Regions from separate parts of the Sus scrofa genome. Here region 1 is linked to region 2. A link is a contact called in public promoter capture Hi-C data. All regions are on one chromosome and are shown on one strand. The core of a region is the stretch at or near the end of the contact, and the rest is flanking DNA. Distances in the headings are between cores, read along the strand shown.

What was found. Promoter capture Hi-C pulls out the DNA fragments that hold promoters and counts their contacts.
Region 1: a contact with region 2 is called in a promoter capture Hi-C map of liver, with 8 times the contacts expected there. The contact joins the enhancer-like site here to the promoter of NDUFA12 in region 2. A contact is called at or near these places in 3 of 5 promoter capture datasets (fetal skeletal muscle, liver and skeletal muscle), 12 of 47 Hi-C or Micro-C datasets (alveolar macrophages, brain, embryonic fibroblasts and 7 more) and 1 of 2 datasets of contacts at active chromatin or transcription factors (skeletal muscle).

What each region holds. Positions count from the first base shown.
Region 1 is chr5:88,690,650-88,696,106 of Sscrofa11.1, forward strand. No RefSeq gene overlaps it. Among named protein-coding and RNA genes, the nearest start is that of CEP83, 77 kb to the right of the region's middle. Within about 2 kb of position 3,417, at least 8 of the 83 cell types and tissues checked have an H3K27ac peak or open chromatin away from gene starts, as enhancers often do. A contact at or near this core is called in liver, where this site is marked.
Region 2 is chr5:88,289,923-88,295,107 of Sscrofa11.1, forward strand. It overlaps NDUFA12 (NADH dehydrogenase [ubiquinone] 1 alpha subcomplex subunit 12), which reads left to right and starts at 2,838. Exons shown (of 4, transcript XM_003126715.4): 1 at 2,838-3,026; 2 at 3,915-3,997. The coding sequence starts at 2,941.

The DNA of each region.
Region 1 (5,457 bases), core at 2,167-4,666, 400 kb after region 2:
ATGGGGCCTTTGGGAGGTGACCAGGGTGAGATGAGGTCCACAGAGTCCCTGCCTCCTGATGGGCTGGTGGCTTTTTGAGCAGAGAAGGACACGCACTAAGGAAGGGCCAGGTGAGCACGCAGTGAGGACGTGCCCATCTCCGAGCCAGGACGAGGGCGCTCACCAGGCACCCAGTCTGTCCCCTTTGATCTCGTCCTCCCTAGTTTCCAGAACGATGGGAAAAAAAACCCTACGGTGTAAGCCGCTCAGTTTGTGGTAATTTAGCACAGCAGACTGAGCTGACGCAGGCAGCGGCGTCTCTGCTTGCTGACACCTGTAGTCACAGAGATACACTGGCTTTTCTCCTGCATCTGTCTGTCTGTCTGTCGAGAACCAGGAGCGAAACATCAACGCTTCGGACCCCAGTCCAACCGCGTGAGGCCCTGCGGACTGTCCCCCTGTCTGTCTTTGTTCACCCTCCTCCCACCGTGAAACGCTCCCTTCCGCTGTCGCCTGTGGCCCAACCCCCAGGTGAAGCCGACCCCCCATCGCCACTGCCCAACCCTCCCCCGCGTGGGTGAATTTGGGGTGCCGACGCTCAGTGCCAGGCTGCCTCTCCACGGGGTCCCCCTCCTCACCCTGCCGCAGCCTCAGGCACCTGGACACCCTCCCCGCCCTGCTCCGGCTTTAACACACAACGGAGCCCTCTTCGCCCCTCCGAGGCTCCGAGGACCTCTGCCAGGCTCCTCCACCAGGGCCCGTCCCCCGGCTTGAGCTCTGCCACCCTAGTCCAGGCCACCCAACCTCCCCCCGTGAATCCCTACCTCCGTGACCCACACATCACTCTTGGCTTTAGAACCAGACTGTTCAGGGAGGGACAGGGCAGGCAGCACAAAGAGGCAGGTCGTTTTACTGTGTGTGTGTGTTTTCTGATTATTTCATAACACATGATGATTGGGGAAATACAGAAGGAACAAAGAATAAGAATTTGTAAATCTCCATTAACTCGTCCATCTAGAGAAAACCATCGCTATCCTTTTCCCTCTAAAAGGGTCAAACTGGAAAAAAAAAAACAACACGAAACACCAAACACTCTCGTTTCTTTAGCTGAAAAAGGAATACATGCATATGGCTGAAAACTTCGGAAGTCACGTCCCCCTCCCTCCTCCAGCCTCTCGGCCCCTCCCCAGCGGCAGCTGCCCACATCTGCAGCTTGTGTGTCCGCCCAGCGATTTCAGTGTGTGTGGGTGTGTCATGTTTTTTTCAATCAAATTGGACTTTGACCTTTCTGATATATTTCCTGCTGGACTTTTTCCTCTGCACGTATGTAATTGAACAAAACATGGGAGTTCTCTGGCGGCACAGAAGGTGAAGGATCTGCCATTGTCATCAGTTGGGTCACTGCTACGGCGTGGATTTGATCCATGGCCTAGGAACTTCAGAAGCTGCGGACACAGCCAAAGAAAGTGAACATGTTCCTGTGTTCCTGTATTTGGCTTCTTCCAAAGTATCATTTTAAAGGCTCTTTAATTTTCCATCACATGCATGTTTCATTTGTTGACTCTCCCGTGGTTGGACATTTCTAATTTTTTACTATTGTAAATGACCAGCTTTGGGAGTTCCCATCGTGGCTCAGCAGAAACGAATCTGACTAGTGTCCATGAGGATGTAGGTTCCAACCCTGGCCTCACTCTGTCAGTTAAGGATCCGGTGTGGCTGTGGTGTAGGCCAGTGGCTACAGCTCTAATTCAACCCCTAGCCTGGGAACTTCCATATGCTGTGGGTGCAGTCCTAAAAAGACAAAAAAAAAAAAAAAAAAAAAAAAAAAAAAATTACCAGCTTTGACTTTATCATGCCAGGAGAGTCACGAAGCCACGAAGCCAGCTCAGCCTGGAGAAACAGTTCAGCTGCTTTCCACGCCTGGTAATAGACTACTGAGCTGAAACAATAGGGGTTTATTTTTCTCACTAAGAAGCATTTCAGAGGCGGGCAGCCAAATCAAAATTTTGAGCAAGATGCCAGAATACAAAAGATAAAATCCCAAAGCCAGGTCATTCTAGGTAGAACCTCAAAAGGAAATGCTTGGAAACGTCTCCCTGTGGTCTTGAACCCCTCCCCGATTCCAGAACATAAAGGGATTGAGAGAGAGGGGAGAGAAGAGGGTAACCTTGAATTATTTCTTTCCTTAGATTTTTTTTTTTCCTGAGGTGACTGGGGTGGGGGGTTTGCTGCCCTCGCCTTAAAGCAGGTCCCCAAGGGAGCTTAGACGGATCTGTGAGGCAGCTCAAGGGGCCTGTGGTTCCCTGAGAGAGGAGGGCTGAGTCGGAATCAGTCCGGTGGAGGGGGGGGGTGACCCGTGTTTCCAGCGGGTCTGACTGACACGGGCCACGCAGGAGAAGAATCTGCCTGGTGGGTGGGAGTTGGATTGAGCCCGTGGGTGGGGCCGGGGGAGGAAGCGCAGCCAAAGGGAGCCAGAGCTGAGCAGAGCCTTCCTGCGGCTGAGCAAGGTGCCCCCAGGACAGACCAAAAAGCCACAGCGGGCTCAGAGCCGGACCTGCTGGAGGGAGACCCTCCCCATGGCTTTAGCCCTCATCACCCCCCAACCCTGACCCTCAGGGGTCAAACACACCTGGACTGGCAGGTAGAGGCGCGGGTCGGTGGAGGAGGAGGAGCACGAGGGGGAAAAAGAGGGACGCTGCGGCCCTGCCCGCCTCAGGCTTTGGGCCTGACACAGGCCGGGGGCAGAGGGATCTGATAGGAAATCAGGGTCGGGGGTTTTAACGGTCTTTGGCGTTATTATTTTGTTTTTCTCTTTGGCTGCGCCCATGATGGGTAGAAGTTCCTGGGCCAGGGATCAAACTAGAGCCACAGCAGGGACACCACTGGATCCTTACCTTGATGAGCCACCAGGGAACTCCTAGTCTTGGATCATTTTAACTCCCCAAACTGTCATGCTGTCTGCTGTTGCAGGAGACTTTAGACTGTTCCCTAAGGACAAGGACAAGACTCAGAGGTCTGCAGAGTTTCCGTCGAGGAGGAGGGAGCTGTCGTCCCCACTGCATAGTTTCCAGGGATAGCGGGAAACAGGACGAGTTCATTTTGTCGCATCTCATGAGGCTGTTGTAGCAAGAGTGAAAGAGGCTTAAGAAGCAGGGATTTATTCTTCTCACCCAACAAGAAGTGGGGAGGTCAGTGACTGAGGGGCTAGTTCATCAGTTTGGCGAAGGCCAAGAGGCAAGCTCATCCCCCCTTCCCATCCTGCCAAGCCTCGGGGTGTCAGCACTGTCTCCCCTCCCGACGACACGGTGGCTGCCCCCGATCCAACCATCCTGTCCTCGCAGAGAAAAACCCAGCAGGCGTGGTAGGCGCGCCTCGCTCCTGGCCTTTGGCAGAGAGGGAAGTCTCGTCCACAAGGGCCCCCTCAAGACCAGCCTTTGGACTCCCGGGTCGGAAGGCCTCCCGTGACCACACCTCGCGCTGTGTTTCTGGAGGGCTGAGTCCTCACTTCCTTGTTCCCTCGGGCTCCTCCCACCGCTCCCGTGGAGTCGGTGCCTCCCTCCCGTAAAAGGCTTTCAGGGCAGGCCATCCATTACCCCGGGGCCAAGACGGTGCCTGTGTTTCCCAGCCCTGGTCTTCCATGATTTCTAGATCATTCTCTGCGGAGTTTTGTGCCTCCATTATCTCCAGTCCACCTCCTCGCTGCACACGCAGCAGGATTTCGGCATTTCCTGGGTGACCGGTACGACCCCAGTTACGCAGTTAGCGCTTCCCTCTTTTCTGAGCCGTGGATCCAATGATAAGTTTCCTGTAAAATCTCTGTACGAGGATGGGCCAGAGCACCTCAGACTAAAACCCAAGGTCGTTGTTTTCCGTTTACCCCAGATCTGTTCTTTCCCTGTGCTTTGCTTCCACTGAAGTCACCACCCCCGCCTCCCTAGTCACCCGAGGTGGAGACATCTGATGGCTCTTCCTCATCATTGCCACCATAGAGGCGTGTCAATCTCCCTTCTAAGTGTATCTTAAATTTCGCATCTTTCCATCTCAGCTGCCACTAGCTCTGTGTCGGTCAGTTCTTCCCAGGATAGTTGTAACAGCCTCTCAGCTACTGCCCCTTTCGCTTTATTCCTGCCCGATGGGAGACCATGACGTCTGGAACTGTGGCAGCCATCCTGTGACCGTGAGGTGACAAGAGCGAGGACGGCAGTAGAAACACGGACAGGGGCTGGGTCCCTGCAGCTCTGCTGAGCAGCTGAGTCAATGTCAGGATTCACTTACCTGCAGACTTCCTGTCGCGTGAGATCGTCCCGTCTGTCCTGCTTAAGCTCCTGCTGAGGGCTGCTAATTAGGTGATGGGGCGTCTCGAGCTGACCCGGGCAGCGGGAGGATGGAGGCATCGGTGTGAGCCGGCCTCTGTCGTGCTGACACAGCCGTCTCGAAGCAGCCACATTCGTGGGAAGTATGTTTTTATGTAGCGGGGGGGGAGAAACAAGTTTATTAAATATTTAGGGCTTTGAATGACGTCATTACCAAGTAATGTGTTCAGCAGGTATCACGTGCATCTCTGCGAACCCTCGCCTGCCCCTTGGTCGCCTCTCACTGGGGACTGCGTTCAGTTTTGAAGAGAAAGCAGCCTTCTGTGTCATCTTGTGGAGCATGTTTTCCGACGGTCGCATCAAACACCTGCTGGCTCAAAGGGTCACTTGAAATAGGCCTCCGTCAGATACGCATCCTGGGGACAGATGTGTGGAGGCAGGGACCCCTGGAGGAGGGCAAGGCTGCAGTGAGCGGTCCAGCTTGGCTGACTGCAGGGCATGCCTGGAGCCCAGAGCATGAGTGGGCTGCCCCGGGGTCCGATCGCATTCAGAGAAGGGCTGATTGGAGAGTAGGATGGGAGCAAAATACCCAACAGGCAGGGCTTTGGAAAGATGGGAACACTTTTTTCCTCGACGGGGGAGGAGCACCGTTTACCGGGGGTCGTGTTGGTCTCCTTCCCCGCCAGCCTCTGTGCTCCCAGCGCACCTCTGGGTGACTTCTCTCGGGTCCCCTGTCATGGGAAGCCCTTATCACGGCTGGCCCTCGGTTGAACCGGAATCCCGCCATTTCCTCCGCGGAGCGCCACTGCCCATCCCGACGGGTGGGACAGGTATTGGGGTTGGAGGTGAGGGCTGGAGTCCTTGTCTTGAAACTCTAGGTGCTTCTAGTGACTGCTCTCCGTTGCTTAGGGGAAGGCCACACAGAGCCCCTGTTGCGCCATCGCAGAGGACATGTAAAGTGTGGCTCAGCAGGAAGGAACCCAACTAGTAGCCATGAGGATGCAGGTTCAATGCCTGGCCCTGCTCAGTGGATGAAGGATCTGGCTTTGCTGAGAGTGCAGTGTAGGTCACAGATGTGGCTCGGATCCCGCATTGCTGTGGCTGTGGTGGAGGCTGGCAGCTGCAGCTCCAATTCGACCCCTAGCCTGGGAACCTCCATATGCCG
Region 2 (5,185 bases), core at 1,588-4,087:
ACATCAAACTTAGAAACTTCTGCACAGCAAAGTACAGCTCAGTGAGTGAGAAGGCAGCCTCAAGAATGGAAGAAAATACTTGCAAACCATGTACCTGGTTAGGGTTAATATCTAGAACACACAAGAAATTCTCCAAGTCATCACCACCAAGAACAAAAACAAAAACAAAAAAAATTGTAAAGGGGCAAAGGACTTGAATAGACCTGAGAAGATATGCAAATGGCCTACAGCCTATAAAACGTTGCTCAACATCACTAATCCTCAGGGAAATGCAAATCAAACCACAACAAGATATCACCTATACTCACTAGGATGGCCACTATCAATAAAAAAACAGAAAACAAAGTGTGGGTGAAGATGTGGAAGAATTGGAATCTTTCTGTACTGTCGATTGAAACGTAACATGATGCAGCCACTATAGAAATCAGTATAGAAGTTCCTCAAAAAATATTCTAAATAGAATTACCATATGACCCCGAGTGTGTGATACTTCTGGGTATATACCCCATGGAATTGAAAACAGGATCTGAGGGGAGTTCCCGTCGTGGCTCAGTGGAAACAAATCTGACTAGCATCCATGAGGACACAGGTTCCATCCCTGACCCGTGCTCAGTGGGTTAAGGATAGTGTGTTACCATGAGCTGTGGTGTAGGTTGAAGACAGGCAGTTCTGATTCAACCCCTAGCCTGAGAACTTCCATATGCAATGGGTGCAGCCTTAAAAAGACAAAATCAAAAAAAAAAAAAAAAAAAAAGAAAAAAGAAAGAAAAGAATTTTAAAGGAAGACCAGAAATTTCCCATCATGGCTCAGCGAAAACAAATCCAACTAGGATCCGGGAGGATGCAGGTTTGATCTCCCTGGCCCTGCTCAGTGGGTTAAGGATCTGGTGTTGCTGTGGCTGTGGTGTAGGCTGGCGGCTGAAGCTCTGATTTGACCCCTAGCCTGGGAACTTCTGTATGCTGAGGGTGAGGCCCTAAAAAGCAAAAACAAAACAAAGAAGCAAAAAAAAAAAAAAAAAAAAAGAAATGGTTGAGGAAATTTGAACCCTCCTCTGTGACTATTTAATATTAAGCCATTATTAACTTTTTGAGGTGAGAAAATCCTAATATTGTTATGCTTTTTAAAGAGTTCCTAGATATATATTGGAAAATTCAGATGGAATTTTTTTTTTTTTTTGTCTTTTTGCCCTTTCTTGGGCTGCTCCTTCGGCATATGGAGGTTCCCAGGCTAGGGGTCGATTCAGAGCTGTGCCACCGGCCTATACCACAGCCACGGCAACGCGGGATCCGAGCCCCATCTGCAACCTACAGCACAGCTCATGGCAACGCCGGATCCTTAGCCCACTGAGCAAGGCCAGGGATCGAACCCACAACCTCATGGTTCCTAGTTGGATTTGCTAACCACTGAGCCACGACGGAAACTCCCTGGAATTTTTTGTTAAATAGAGAAACAAAAAAAGCCCATGAAAGTCACAATTCAACATAAAAGGAATTCCAATATGACATAATTTTGAGTAATTGATAGGGTCTAAAAAAAGAAACTTTGTTTCTAATAGTTGACCTTTTTCTTGGGGGTTGAAGATTTAGTATCATAAAATGACATCTCTTCTCTGGGTCCAATCTTATTACTTGGTCCTTCCAAGAAATACGTGTTTCACTTCTTTAAACTATTTAGACAATTATGGACACTTGCAGTTACAGATTAGAAACTATATCTTATAAACGTTGACCTTTTTAAAGAAATGATATGGTAGACCAGAGCCGGAAGAGCAGAGGATGAGTTCCCGGGCCAGGGATCAAGCTGCCACCACAGCTGTAACCAGAGCCACAGCAGTGACAAGGCCAGATCCTTAACCCAATAAGCCATAAGGGAACGCCAAGGAATATAGATTTTAAAGCATATATAAAGTCAGAAAGATAGCTGCTAGAAAATTAAAAATAATGTTATGGATTCATGGCATGTTAATATACCATATGCTTGTTGATTTAAGATAGCGTTGAGTGTGGTGGTGCAGACGGTAGATCTGGTTGGCTTGGGGAGTGGTACAGTCGATTCATATAATATATGGCATAAAAAATACAAAAAAAAAAAAAAAAAAATGTTTAATTAATATCTTTATTATTTAAAATATTTAAGTATCATGCATGAATTTTCTAATACATTCCAAATACTTCAATTTTTAATTTTAAACTTGCAACTAAATCACTAAATTCTTGAGAGCAGATACTTAATCTTATACTTTTCTGTTGCTTCTTCTCAATCGCCTACCTATATAACGCTAGCATCTGAATGTACTTTTTCTTTTTTTCCTCTTTTTAGGGCCGCACCTGCTGCATAGGCAAGTTCCCCCGGCTAATGGGAGGTGTAGCTGCAGGCCTATGTCACAGCCACAGCAGCGGGGATCCAAGCTGCGATTGCGACCTACACCACGGTTCACCACAACGCACTGAGCGAGGCCAGGGATGGAACCTGCATCCTCGTGGCTACTAGTCTTAGTAAACTGCGGAGCCACAACGGGAACTCCAGTAGGAATGTACTCTTAAATGTGCAAAATCCTTTCGTACTTAAGGTATCTTGTTTCTAAAGAATCTTGGCTCTTGAAAGGATTTTTGGAGTATTAAAAGGCAATCATTTTAGATGAGGAAGCTGAGGTCCCCAAAGGAGGAACCTTCACCTGGGAAAGCCCAGTTCAGGTGAATTTTCCACTACACGCCCTGCCTTCCAAACATACAACCTCAAACTCAGTTTCGGAGAGAAACCAACGCACCTTTTCTGGCAGGTGGCCGCCAGGGGGCGCGCCACACCTGCGCACGCGCAAAACCACCTCAGCAAGCTGCGCATGCGTGGGGACCTTCTGCGTCGCTCCCTGCCGCTGAGTGGCCGCTTCCCTCCGGTGGGTTTTCCGCGGGGCGCCGGGGAGGCTGGGCCCGGGGGCCAAGATGGAGTTGGTGCAGGTCCTGAGGCGCGGGCTGCAGCAGGTCAGCGGCCACGGCGGCCTCCGCGGCTACCTACGGGTTCTCTTCAGGTAGGCGGCCAGAGCCCTGCTCTTAGCGTCCGGGGTTGGACTTGGATTGGCCGGTTTCTTGCAAAGGGGCCTGGGCTTGGGTCACCTTGGAGGATCCGCAACTCTTGTCAAGGACAACCGGCCCAGCCTCTGCCTGGCGTCCCTCTGTCCAGGGGTCTCCCGGAGAGAGGCCAGACAGAGCTGTGACATGCAGACGGGGACACATGCACTGCACCGCTGCCCAGCTTCCTGGAGCGTACCGAGCATTGCCAAACACTCGCTGTGTGACCTTGGGAAAGTTTTGGGGTTTTTTGTTTTTTTAAACCCCTTCACTGGCCTTCGTTTTCCTCCCCTGTATAGTATAGCCTTGAACCCGGTGATCCCAATGGTCCCTGACTCGTCCTGTATACCTGACTCGGCCGAGCAGCATCGTCCACCGAAACCGACTTGGGGACTCAGAGCCGAATGAAAGAGCCAGGATATATTCGTATCATTTTAAGAAGATGAGCTATTTTAGCTTCCAGATTTCCTCAAGGTGTTTGCTAATTCCAGTGTTTCATGGCCAAGGGATAGGAGATAAAAGTAGACTTGTCATTTGACGATATTGCATCATAGGTTTTAGTGTACCCAGGCGCAGACATTGGGTCAGTTTCTCTTTTCTCGTGTAGTCACGATCCTGGGATCACACCAGCAGGGATTCCAGAGCTCTTACCAGAAAGCTGATTCTTCCACAGTGGGTGGCGGTGAGCCTGAGGCTGAAGGCGAGATGTAGACAACCAGTGACCATACCCAGCAGCTCTTCGGTTTTCTAGTTGGTGCAGCTGCCTGTGTTTGTGAAAGTTGGTACTCTCTCTGTACATTTGTGTTGTGAACAAAAGAAATCATTTGTTGTCTTTTGGACATTCCCAGGGCAAACGATGTGAGAGTTGGAACCTTAGTAGGGGAGGACAAATACGGAAACAAATACTATGAAGACAACAAGCAGTTTTTTGGTGAGTACAATAGTTTTTTTGGTATGACTATGGAAGTAAGATTGGAATTTGGTTTGACTTTATTTTCTGTAATGTACAGGGAACTTTTACAAAGTACTTGTAAAGGGATGACAAACTCAATAGAAAAAGGAAAAAGATAATTCACAGGAAAAGAAAACTAAATGACCAACAAAGACATAAAAAGATGTTTATCCTCACTTGCAGTTACAGAAAAGCAGCGTTATCTTTTTTCACATATCAAATTTTGAAGTACTTGCCACTCTGATAGATCTCGATGTGGGGAAATGCCATAAAAGTGTATAGGTTAGTGAGGGACAGTTGGTAAATTTTGTCACAATTTACGTTGCGCTTTTTTTTTTTTTTTTTTTTTTTTTTTGCTCTTTTGTCTTCTTAGGGCTGCATCTGAGGCATATGGAGGTTCCAGGCTAGGGGTCTGATCGCAGCTGTAGCCGCCAACCTACACCAGAGCCACAGCAACGCAGGATCCGAGCCACATCTGTGACCTACACCACAGCTCATGGCAATGCCGGATCCTTAACCCACTGAGCAAGGCCAGGGATCGAACTCGAAACCTCGTGGTTCCTAATCATATTGTTTCCACTGTGCTACGACGGGAACTCCTACACTGTGGTTTTTTTGGGCCTTGTCCTCACCATGTGGAAGCTCCTGGGCCAGGATTCAAACCTGCACCATGGGTCCTTAACCTGCTAAACCACAGGGGAACTCCCCATTGCACATATCTTTTATCCAGCACTTCCACTTCTAAGAATTCACCTCAGATATTCTTGCAAAACAAAGACAACCTTTGTAGCATTGTTTTAGTAGTAAATTCTAAAAGCAGCATTCGTGTTCGTCATCATCAGTTGGATACTTGTGAATTACAGATTTTTTAGAGTACTTTGGTATTAAGAGTGATATAAACCTGGGAGTTCCCATTGTGGCGCAGCAGAGACGAATCCAACTAGTATCCATGAGGCTGCAGGTTTGATCCCTGGCCTTGCTCAATGGCTTAAGGATCCCGTGTTGCTCTTTCATTTCACAGACTTGGTGGTTTTCCTTTTTCTTTCTTTCTTTTTTTTTTTCCCCCAGCGTGAACTGTGGTGTGGGTCACAGATGTGGCTACAATCCCGAGTCGCTGTGGCTGTGGTGTAGGCCAGTAGCTATACCTTGCATTCGACCCCTGGCCTG